Regions from separate parts of the Zea mays genome. Here all the other regions are linked to region 4. A link is a contact called in public Hi-C data. All regions are on one chromosome and are shown on one strand. The core of a region is the stretch at or near the end of the contact, and the rest is flanking DNA. Distances in the headings are between cores, read along the strand shown. Region 1 holds the start of LOC100274229. Region 2 holds the start of LOC100275414. Region 3 holds the start of LOC100280456. Region 4 holds the start of LOC100192898.

What was found. A called contact is a pair of places that touch in the nucleus more often than the background predicts.
Region 1: a Hi-C map of leaf shows a contact between it and region 4, with 4 times the contacts expected there. The contact joins the promoter of LOC100274229 here to the promoter of LOC100192898 in region 4. A contact is called at or near these places in 5 of 25 Hi-C or Micro-C datasets (ear, leaf and an unstated tissue).
Region 2: a contact with region 4 is called in a Hi-C map of leaf, with 2.4 times the contacts expected there. The contact joins the promoter of LOC100275414 here to the promoter of LOC100192898 in region 4. A contact is called at or near these places in 10 of 25 Hi-C or Micro-C datasets (bundle sheath, ear, endosperm and 3 more).
Region 3: a contact with region 4 is called in a Hi-C map of leaf, with 6 times the contacts expected there. The contact joins the promoter of LOC100280456 here to the promoter of LOC100192898 in region 4. A contact is called at or near these places in 6 of 25 Hi-C or Micro-C datasets (bundle sheath, ear, leaf and 1 more).

The regions. Positions count from the first base shown.
Region 1 is chr1:41,032,860-41,035,559 of Zm-B73-REFERENCE-NAM-5.0, forward strand. It overlaps LOC100274229, which reads right to left and starts at 1,420. Exons shown (of 9, transcript NM_001148600.1): 1 at 1,157-1,420; 2 at 1,004-1,065; 3 at 791-881; 4 at 603-686; 5 at 448-501; 6 at 163-347; 7 at 1-64. The coding sequence starts at 1,210.
Region 2 is chr1:41,366,245-41,368,944 of Zm-B73-REFERENCE-NAM-5.0, forward strand. LOC100275414 reads left to right here and starts at 1,396. Exons shown (of 6, transcript NM_001367377.1): 1 at 1,396-2,484; 2 at 2,576-2,629. The coding sequence starts at 1,484.
Region 3 is chr1:41,299,491-41,302,190 of Zm-B73-REFERENCE-NAM-5.0, forward strand. LOC100280456 reads right to left here and starts at 1,442. Exons shown (of 2, transcript NM_001153376.1): 1 at 1,241-1,442; 2 at 655-1,149. The coding sequence starts at 1,368. The coding sequence ends at 858.
Region 4 is chr1:41,164,235-41,166,934 of Zm-B73-REFERENCE-NAM-5.0, forward strand. It overlaps LOC100192898, which reads right to left and starts at 1,410. Exons shown (of 3, transcript NM_001350997.1): 1 at 1,264-1,410; 2 at 224-419; 3 at 1-112. The coding sequence starts at 394. The coding sequence ends at 38. LOC103634466 (beta-glucuronosyltransferase GlcAT14A) reads right to left here. Exons shown (of 5, transcript XR_004853117.1): 5 at 1,712-2,373.

The sequences.
Region 1 (2,700 bases), core at 170-2,669, 130 kb before region 4:
TGCTTCAAAGCTGTCCAATTCAATATTATGGCTGCTCCCATTGAAGTCTATGTAGACACAGGAACTGAAAGAATAACATTGATGAAAATTCAGCTGTGCTGAATAAAGTAATAATAAGAAAGATACCTAATATCAGAAAAATAAACAAGCCATGTTACAGACCCTATGTCAAATTTTAAGATGTTGTAAGAGCTCTCCTCACTGAGTAGACTAAGGAGGCCCTCACTCCGGGACCTGCAGGTAGCACCTGCCGAAGACAGTATTGCTGACACTCCATAACTAGCTTTACTAGCAGCTTCATGTTCCTTCAGAATAGTTTGCTTCAGGCTATCGGCAATAATTGGAACCTTAAGCACAGTACATAAAGATTAGTCGGCATCACCTTACTACCAATAGTAAGCAATGGAGCATGTTTATGCATGCAGGGTGACTGCAGAACAAGTTTACCTTTGAGTCTTTCAGGCGCAGAACATCACCAGTCATAGCAACACGAGGAGGTGTCTGTATTCAACAACAAGACTAAAGTGCTTGTACAAGCGATGCGAGAAAAGCAAACGAGCAACAAATTCAAAGGCATCAAGTTGAAATTCATAGAGAAGGACCTTCGATGGCTTCAATAAGCTCGCAACTCGGCCACGGATCGGACTGAATACTGCAAGAGACCCCCGCTCATCGATTATAATGTTCTATCAAACACAAGATTCCACACAAGCAACAAATTTTAATGCAGTTTGAACAGCAACTACTATTTACCGAACACCATAAGTAAATGAAGAATTAAGAGTTTTACAATGTTGTGCATGTCGTTCTCGGGGACAATCAAGTAGGGCGTGCCCTTATGGATCATGTAGTGCACCCTCGACGTGTAAATCTCATTCTTGCTGCCCAATAGCAGTATAGCACCCCCAACAAAAAAAAAAACAATCAGGACAAACAGCTCTTACCGTTGAGACCTTATGCGCACAAATACACAGATGAAATGATAAGATACGAGCGTACGCACCTTCCCTTGTTGTCAGCCTTGACAGTGTTGAGGTGGGCTTCCCAACCGGCGGCCAAGATGTTCTGCGAAACCAGGGGCGAGGGAAGTAAGAGAAAGAACAGCAGTAGCTAAGTGAGGTGCGAAACGGTCGCTGATATTGCTCGCGAGCAGTACCCGGCACTTGTGACTGACGGAGAGGGCGACCGATTTGACCTTCGCCACCGCCATGGCCACGCGCACCAACTGGTTTCCGCGGTGAGGGCTCCGCAAGACAGAGTGGCAGAGAGCACCCGGCGATTGGAAGAGCCAGCGCTGTATCCAACAAGTCAAACCCTCCAGAAGTCGGCCCCAGTTTCACCGCCGTCGATGGAGGTCTTCGTGAGTCACCAGCGACGTTAGAGGCGACCGGGAGAGGGGGGGAGAGGGCGGCTGGGAAGGGGAAGGACGAAGGATGCGCACTCGCAGTCGCAGACACAATGGGGCAGTGCGGCAGGATGAGTAGACGGCCAATGGGCCGATGGGCCAATGGGGTGCTAGACCTCCCTGCTGCTTGGACGCAAGGGCCCAGTTGCCTGTTGGTGCATAAGTTGCACACTTGCACCCCGTCCGACCGCGAACCGCTCGTGACTAGGGTGTAATCGGATGGGACACGAGCATTACTTGTTCCATATGCTTTCCCTATTTTCTCTTTAAATTTAGATTGAATATAGATATTATTAAATTATATCGGATAAAATTTCAATGCATATCAATATCTTATTTAACTTTGAGAATATGAATACTGATAAAGATCGGATATGGATCAGATACTAAGTACACATACTCGGATACGTATTGGATCTAAGCTCTTCTAGACGAATCGAATTCAAATACGAACGAATAATATTCTAACCATTTACACCTCTATTTGTGACTTGGTTGTCTTAGACTCTCGGTGCGATGCGTGGTCGTCAGTTCGTGAACGACTCTTTAGTCTGTGTCCAACAGTAAGGGCGATCTCAACTTAAAATTTAAGTGGAGGCGTCCGCTCAGGTATATATATATATATATATATATATATATATATATATATATATATATATATATATATATATATATATATATATATATATGGAAGAGGTAATGGAAGCCCTGGGCTTCCCCTACTAATGGAAGCCCCAGTCAGGACGCGGTCGACTCAGCACCCGCGTGCTTGCGTCAGCCATGCAGTCAACAGCCAAGATTCTAGGACGATAAGCGTAACGCAATATACGAATGCATATATATATGAATAAAGATGCGTAAAACATACATAAAGGAATCTTTTGAAGCCCGAATCACGTGGAACGAATATGACACTGTGGACAGCGTTTACGACTACATAATGACATGTACTTGACAGTATAAATCATGCAGTATGTGGTTCTGGTTCTGGCTCGGGCGGATTCCAGCGTAAACCGTGGGCTAAAACAGCGTAAATGAGTATGAAATTTAGCGTAAATCCTATATCTGTTTTGTAACAACAAATGGGGCCTAAAATTAAGCAGTCGATCGTGAGCGGGGTCCTGGCTCGGGCCGATTCCAGCGTAAAACGTGAGCTAAAATAACGTAAATGAGTACGAAATTTAGCGTAAATCCTATATCTGTTTTGTAACAGCAAACGGAGCCAAAAATTACGGCGTGAAAATCGCGTGCAGCCGACCGTGCGCGGGTTCTGGCTCGAATGATTTCAGCGTAAA
Region 2 (2,700 bases), core at 146-2,645, 200 kb after region 4:
ATTTAAATAATAAACAAAGAACTTTATCTAAATGTCTTCTAAAGCCTTATAATTCTATCTTCATAATTTTCTAGAGCACATAATGACCTGCTCTACTAACTCTACCGAATTTTTTAGAGTTGGAACTATTCTAAACATGGCTTAAGTATACCATTCTTGGGAAAATATTTCTTCCGGTGGTGGAAAAGTTATTACGCGTTGCTATAGCACTATACAAGTCGAGTCTTATATATGAATCCCACTTGTTCCGCTGCTTTCCATATAAATGGTATTTAAAGATCTAACACATGGAGTCAGGGTCTCGATCTTTTTATAGCCTGTTGTCATCAGTAGACTTCAATAAATATACTACAAAACACATTGTAAGTAGAAGAGAAATTAAAATATAGATATTGTGATATGTCTTCTCGGTCATCTTACTCTTTTTTTTCTCTTCTTCCTTTTTTTTTCTCCTTCTCAGTGACAGATATCTATTTTTTTCGTCTCTTTTCTCTCACTCCCACCTGTGCTCGCGCGGCTCGCCTGATGCTGTGGCTGGTCGTGCGGCTTGCCTAATGCTGCGGCTGGTCGGTCCACCGTCCAGCGCGGCCGTCGGCGTCCATGGCTGCGCGGCAGGGAAGGCTCGCCAGTGCAGCAAGGAAGGGGTTCGCCGGCGCTACACGAGAGAGGCGCACGAGGGCGGTCAGGACCGAGCGGTGCGGCCGTGCGCGAGCCAGCGTTGGGGGCGGACCGCACGTGGCGTGGGATGGCATCGGGAGGGAAGAAAAGAAACTCCGTGACCATGGGGATGTACAAATCTAATATTTTTGTGAACAATTTTTTTGGGTAGATCTGGCCTTTAGATTCAGAGTTTTTTTTTGTCATTTTGGATCCAATGATTATATAATATTTGATTTTTAAAAATAATAATACGCAGAACTGAATTTGGTTTTATGTGCAGCGCTTTGAGCTGTCCCAGTCGCTTAGCCCACACCTACCCCATGCCTCTTGTCACTTGTACTCCAAAAGGAAATTGGACGTGGTCGTCTGCACTGTTTATTCGTTGTTACTTTCGAGGACGTTGGTGTTACCGCAATAAGTCGTTAATATCTAAAGTAGGATATGCTTTTCCTAATACGGTTTGCTGACATGGTGGCAGACTGGCAGTGGTCACACAATTGTCCCGGTGGCTCAGGACAACTCCTGTCAGGTTCCGACGACCTATAGCCTCCTATTCCACGTCAACGACACGGCTTGTGTCCGGCTGCCCGCTGGGGAGTGGGGGGTGAACTGGTGAAGTTTCGTGGCACCATCCAGTCTTCAGCACGCCGCACGCGAGGTCAAGTCGTCGCTGAAAAGCCATATAAAAAAAAAAAGGGAAACTCCCAATCAGCACGCACGTTTCAGCATCCAGTAGCTAGAGCTGCAGGCTGCAGCCGTCAGCCGCACCCGAGGCCGAGAGCCCAGAGCCGAGAGGCGAGTTGGGCGGCTGTGCTGGCCGGCCATGGCGAAGCCAGGCGGCAGCGATGAGTCGTGGGAGTACAGTCTGCGCAAGTATCTCCTGCTGCTGGCCACGCTGGTGGCCACGGTGACGTACGGTGCGGGGTTCAACCCCCCAGGCGGCGTCTGGCAGACTGCCGACCCCGCCGTCGACCGCATCGCCGGCGACCCCATCATCCGCGACACGAACTACGCCCGCTACCTGTCCTTCTTCTACAGCAACGCCACCGCCTTCGCCTCGTCGCTCGTGGTCATCGTCCTCGTCCTCATCCTGTCCGTGCTGCACGACAACGGGGGAATCACCATGCTCGCGCCGCTGCTCGGCGTCCTCCGGGCCGTCATGGTGCTGGACCTGCTCAGCCTCATGGGCGCCTACGCGGCGGGGACGTTCCGGGACACGCTCACGGCGGTCTACTCCCTGGTGCTGTCGGCCGGCGTCGTCGCCTACCTCGTGGCCCACCTGGCCCTGGCCTCGAGGGCGCCGGCGGCCGAGGACAAGAGGGGGCAGAGCGCGCCGGAGCGGCTCCGCAAGGTGCTCATGCTCCTCGCCACGTTCGCCGCGAGCGTCACGTACGTCGCCGGCCTCAGCGCGCCGGGCGGCTTCTGGGACCACTCCGAGGACGGCCACCGCCCGGGCGACGCGATCCTCAAGGGAGGGCCCCACGACGCGCGCCTCAAGGCCTTCTTCGTCTGCAACACCACGGCGTTCGTCGCGTCCCTGCTCATCCTCGTCATGCTCCTGGAGAAGAAGCTCTGCTTCAGCCAGAAGGTGCGCTCCTACGAGATCTACGGCTTCATCGCCGTCACGCTCATCAGCCTCCTGGGGGCGTATGCTGCCGGCAGCAGCCGCCAGATCGACACGACCATCTATGTGAGCGCTCTTGTTGGTGCTGTTGCCGTGTGCATTCTCATCCAAGTGGTTTTCGTTTTGCTCTTCCAAGCAAATTCGACCGAGGGGCAACAAACACGAACTCAAGGTCCCCTAACAAATAATGGCAATGGCAGGTACAGTACTGGCAGAGGGACCTTGGAATTCGGTGCAATTTGTTCGTTCTATCGCCATTTTAATCTCACCGATTTCTCTGTAATTTATCAGTGATGAGCGTCAGCAGACTCAAGGTCCGCAAACAAGCATGGACAGTAATGACAGGTACGATCGGAAGCACATAAGTGCTATCTTTTATCTAAATATATATACACACTGCAAATTATTGGAATTGC
Region 3 (2,700 bases), core at 192-2,691, 140 kb after region 4:
TCACACTAACAGCAAAATGAAAGGTTATTTGTTGGTTTTAAACGTTAGTAATTGCTACGAAGTAGCATAATTTATATGGAGCGCATCCATTTTTTATTGATGCCTGACTTTAGCAATGACTACATATTTTGATCTATCTTTTTTATAAGTTTGAATTCATTAGACTTATTTTATAAACTTGATCTCACAAACTCTCTTATTTGGACTCTGTATGATGGAATTATGTCATTTTATAATCTATGTTCATTCAGTTAATCGTTGTGAACTCTCTTATAATCGCTCACTTCATTGACCGTGTTGTACCAAGACATATTTGCATGAAATAAATAATAACATCAGTTAGCCAAATCAAAAAATATATTATACAGAGAATGAAGACAATCAATAAAAAATCTTAAATTTTTTTATGGATAGTTTACGTGGGCGGAGACAATCAATAAAAATTCTTGAATTTTTTTATGGATAGTTTACGTGGGTATTGTTGTATGCCGTCGCAACGCACGGTCAACCGACTAGTCTACCATTATATTTGAAACAAATATACATTATATTTGAAACAAATATAAGTATATATTTTTCTACCATTGTATTTGAAGAAATATAAGAACTAAGACACGGATTTAGAAGTCTCTATTCATTAATTGTACAGATCAATGGAAACAGGGACGAGATGGCGCTTTTTGTATTCACTGCTCCACGGTTCCATTTACATCTTCCACGGTCCTACCTCTCCCAAGACAAACATGACCTGCACAACGATTATATTTATTTTTTTGGTACACGTGTAGACGTGTAGTATACGAGACATGCATGGGAAAGGCTGATCGATCGACCGATGGTGATGCAGCGGAATGCGACTACTCTCGCACGTAGCTCGCGATGCGCACGATGTTGCCGTCCATGTCCCGCACGAAGCCGGACTTCTGGCCCCAGGGCTTGTCCTCCGGCGCGCTCACGGCCACGGCCCCGTTGTCCACGGCGCGCTTGTACGCCGCGTCGACGTCCGCGTAGGCGAAGCAGACCTCTACGGAGCCCCTCCCGGCGGCCGACGAGTCCGGCAGCTGCACCGCCCCCGACAGCTCGTCCGTCTCCCGCTGGTGCAGCGGCGTGAACGCGATGGTCGTCGCCCCGCTCTCCAGCTCCGCCCACCTGCAAAGTAAACCCAGAAAGGCGCGCAGATGCGGCAGATTAGGCGCGCATCCGGATCAGGCGGGCACAGGCGCGCGCGCACGCGTTTTACTTGCGGGACTGGTCGAGGCGGCGGACGGTGTAGCCGAAGGCGGCGTCGTAGAAGGAGGCGGCCTTCTCCACGTCCCTCACGTACAAGATGATGTAGGCCAGTTTGGGTTTCGGGCCACCGGAGGCCATGGCTCGTTGCTTCTTCTTCCTAGCGCTCCTTTGCAACTAAATGTTAGCTTGGTGCCCTCCAGTCCAGAGTCCAGACGGCCTGAGCCCCCTGCCCCGCCCTTTTATGCACGCGGGCGGCAGGTTCCACGGCGTGGGACGAGGTGGCACGCATGCAAGCGGCGAGATGCCCGCTAGCTTCCACGTTGTCACCGTTACTCGGTGCCTCGGTGTCACATGCGACATATTAGGTAATCCTGTGTACGATTTCCTTTCCGATTCATGTATGTATATTTCTTCAACTATTTTTAGCTAGCTAGAAAACTGCGCTGAGACAAATACTAGCTGCAGCGGCATACTTTAACAACTACGCCCCTCCGTGCCCCGTGTACAGGCTGCGTCTAGTGCATCATCTCGCTATTTTCGCCGCCACCGCCGGGGCCGGGAGCATGCTGCTGTTGCCGTCCGGGACGACTTCGCAGGTAAGGCCGACTTGTCCCCGCGCGCCGGTTGTCGACTCTCTGCTGCCGTCAACGCATGGTACTCGTCACCACCTATCTCCAGCCAGATCCATGCTTGTTCAGATCAGTTCCTCCACCCTCCCAAGTCCCAACCCCAGATTGGGGGCTACAGCATGTGCTCGCTCCTCCGCTGGGCCATCAAGCTCGAGGAAGGAGACCCAGTATTGCCACTCCGCCATTCATCTGCGCTCAGCTCGTGGAAGGAGAGCAAGACACCAGAGTGGAAGGAGAGCATCTGCCCGGCCTCAAGCCCACCGTTCGAGCTCGCCGAGTGCTCGTTCTCGAGCGCATGTCCCTTCATGTAGGGCCGCACTCCTACCTAGATTGGCTACCGTCATCGATGACAGTGGCCGATCTTAGTGCTAACAGAGGCCTCGTCTCTAGCAGGAGCCGTCATCTGGGCTACCCGTTATCACCGGACACGTCGTCGTCAAAAGTACTCCCTCTTCAGACCATATTGCCAATGTCATCGGATGTTGTTGCAAAGAGCAAGTCAAAGAGGAGCTTTGACTTCGAGAGGTGGGCTCGGCCAGGTGTTATCGCTACCTCGCACATGATCACCAAGTTAGCTCACGCAAGAACTTTCTTCCGTTGCATTCGGTGTCGCTGCCTTGGTCATCAGGAGCGGCATTGTCACTTTCGGTCTTCCTCTCGTGCTCGTCGAGTTAAGTCCTCTGTCCAATGTGATCATCCTGAACAATCAGGGACTTGGAGTACTGAGGTAGTGGCCAAGTCTTCGCCAAGTACGTTGTTGTCAGCTGACACCGTCGCCAAGTCTCAATCACATGGACATCTCAATCCCCCGTCGGCTTCTCAACCATCGGTTTCCGTGGTG
Region 4 (2,700 bases), core at 160-2,659:
GCATAAAGCTGGATGAAGAAATGATCTCACACAGCACCTAGAGGAACTTGCCTCGCCCAAGTCGCTGGAGATGGTAATTGATGGTCTTGGCTGCGTTCTTTGGCCTCCCATTCTGCAATCACGTCACAAGCAGGCATTCAAAGCAGAAGAAAAATGTGAGCTTAACACTATGGCAGAACAAAGGCTACAGATGCAAAACACAAGTAGTGATGTGGATAATAACCTGAGCCTGAGAGCATGCAACCAAAAGATCTTTCTGCTTGATGCACTTGTCATCGTTCTGTTTGTTTAAGGCTAGGCAGTTGAGGAAGGCAACCATTTCCGGCATGCAGGGCTTCGCCATAGCACCAAACTTCTTTGGGTTTATGTACAAAGCACCGGCCTTCCGACCCATCCTGCTGCTTCACCTTCGCCTTCACCTTCATGGATTTGACCAATAGGTGTGATTAGCTCAACAGCGTGTATCCATAAATTCCACCTCAGCACCACAACACACACAGAAGAGCAATTATTCAAGGAGCAAAAAATCAATGTGGAAGATGAAATGTTTGAAGAAACCTGAGGTAGAAGTAGAACAAATGGTGCTTGAATAAATGTCTACTAGCTATGGCATGGACTACATGAACATCACGTGTTTAGCCAGTTTAAGCATACTGATTTGAATAGCACAAAGCAACCAAAGCATCAGACAATGTGATTCTGATAACAAGGGCCAATTTCTAACAGGTAGAAGCGTTAAACCGATAGAACGATTGTAGACGAATACTAGTATCAAACTTATAGCACGCAAGCGTGGATAAACAAGGTTAGAGTGCTTTCACTAATTGCTTCTGGTGGGGAGGCACAAATGCTTCGGTTACAGCGAATAATAAGTTGTTTGACAAGACATAGTGCAATTTTCTTCCTACCTATTCTGGTGTTCTTCCTAGTTTTAAAATAGCAGTGCTGAAAACAAGTGGGAGAGACTAATTTCCTTCGAAGAAGCATTTGGTCGAACAGCTTGCAGGCGCAAGCAAACTTGTCCCAGCAGGCGGGAATACCTCAACCCCGCAGAAGAGGCAACACAGCGGCGGTGAGGAGTAACGCCCCGGCACAGTGATGGACTCCCGGCAGACTACGTTGACAGGCGGGTCAGATCTGCCGAGTGGCAACCGGAATCAATGTGTGGGTATTCTTACAGCGGCGGCTCGAAGCTAAGTCCGGAAGGGGTAAGCCATGACGGGGGAAGGGAGGGGAGGTGAAGGCACCGAGACCCACGCGTACCTGGAGGAGGAGACGGCGACGGGCAGACTACCGGCGCGGCGACGGGGGTGCGGGAACCGGGGAGGCGGCGTTCTTGAGATCGTACGAGCAGTTTCTGGAAGGTGGGGCTGGAGCTGGAGCTGGACCGTGGATGTCCAAGTTGGGCTTAAGTGACTTTGACATGAGTGGGCCTTATTATTAAGAGACGGTGTTGCGAGAAAGCTATGTTCACAGCCCATTCAAATCATGCTGCAACGCTCAGGAATTTTATTTTCACCAATATTGCCGAGAAAATGTATATGAAAAATCTGCCGCACAAACCGAAGCGTTTTACTTCCAAGAGATGGAACAGGGTAGGAACAAAACGTCGAACAATCTCCTAAGACTGACTTCCTGAAAATTGCTGAAGTCTCTGATTATCATCGGTTGTTTAACATCCGTGGAAGCGATGAAACCGCAGTAGTACATGTATGGTCTCAAATCACTTTTGAGATAAGCTTTCCAGATGCAAGTATACAACAACACACTTGTATGTATGCCTAACTGCCGCAATAACTAGAAAGATTTCGTCAAACTTTGGCTTCTGAACAGTACCCACAAAATGCTACATGCAAAATGAGTCCTATTTACATTGTTTAGGCCTGAAGTTATCAGGTTCCAAAAGTTTCAACAACTTCTCTAGCTTGGCCGAACCTTTGGTCGGCCTGAGAATAAAGGATCTTCCCAAGAAGGTGCACGGATCTTTCCCGCCTACTGAGCTACCCAAACACCATCCACCCGGGGTGAAGCGGCCAGGTGCCCGGCCCAACAACTTGGCGTCAATCATATCCAGGACTGAATTGTCATTGGCGAAAGAGTGTGCAAATGGCGCCCCGTTGTTTGCCATCGCATCAAAATGCTCTGTTGTGAGGTTAACAGGGTGCGTCAGAGGGGGCTTATCCCAGGCCATGAACCGCAGGTCACTGTTGACAGTGGTGTTCTGGTAGTGCTCTGAGTTGCAGATCACTGTGTGGAAGTAGCCCTCTGAGGATGAGAGGAAGTTGGTGAAATACATCAGTAGTGTGCGAGGAAGGTTGTCCCATCGCAAGCAAAACTCCAGGAACGATCGACTAAGCATCACCCAAGATGAACCTGTAACAAAGGGGTTTGTCTTTGTTAGAAGTAAAATTTACAAGAAAAGAGCATGGCCTTAGCCACAATAATAAGGACCAAGGCAAACTAAACTTTGATCACAATGTTACAGATATAAAAAGGAATATAGTTTGGTATCTTTTCATTTTCTTAATATATCATATATAAAAACTACTACACAAATACCTAATAACTTCATTGTAGCAATTAGACAGACCTAAATTGGTACGACCAGTAATTTCATAACCATCTAAATAAACATTGGTGTGACCCATGGCAATTGACATCTATGTGTCTAATAGATGGGGCATTCAAATTACCACAGGC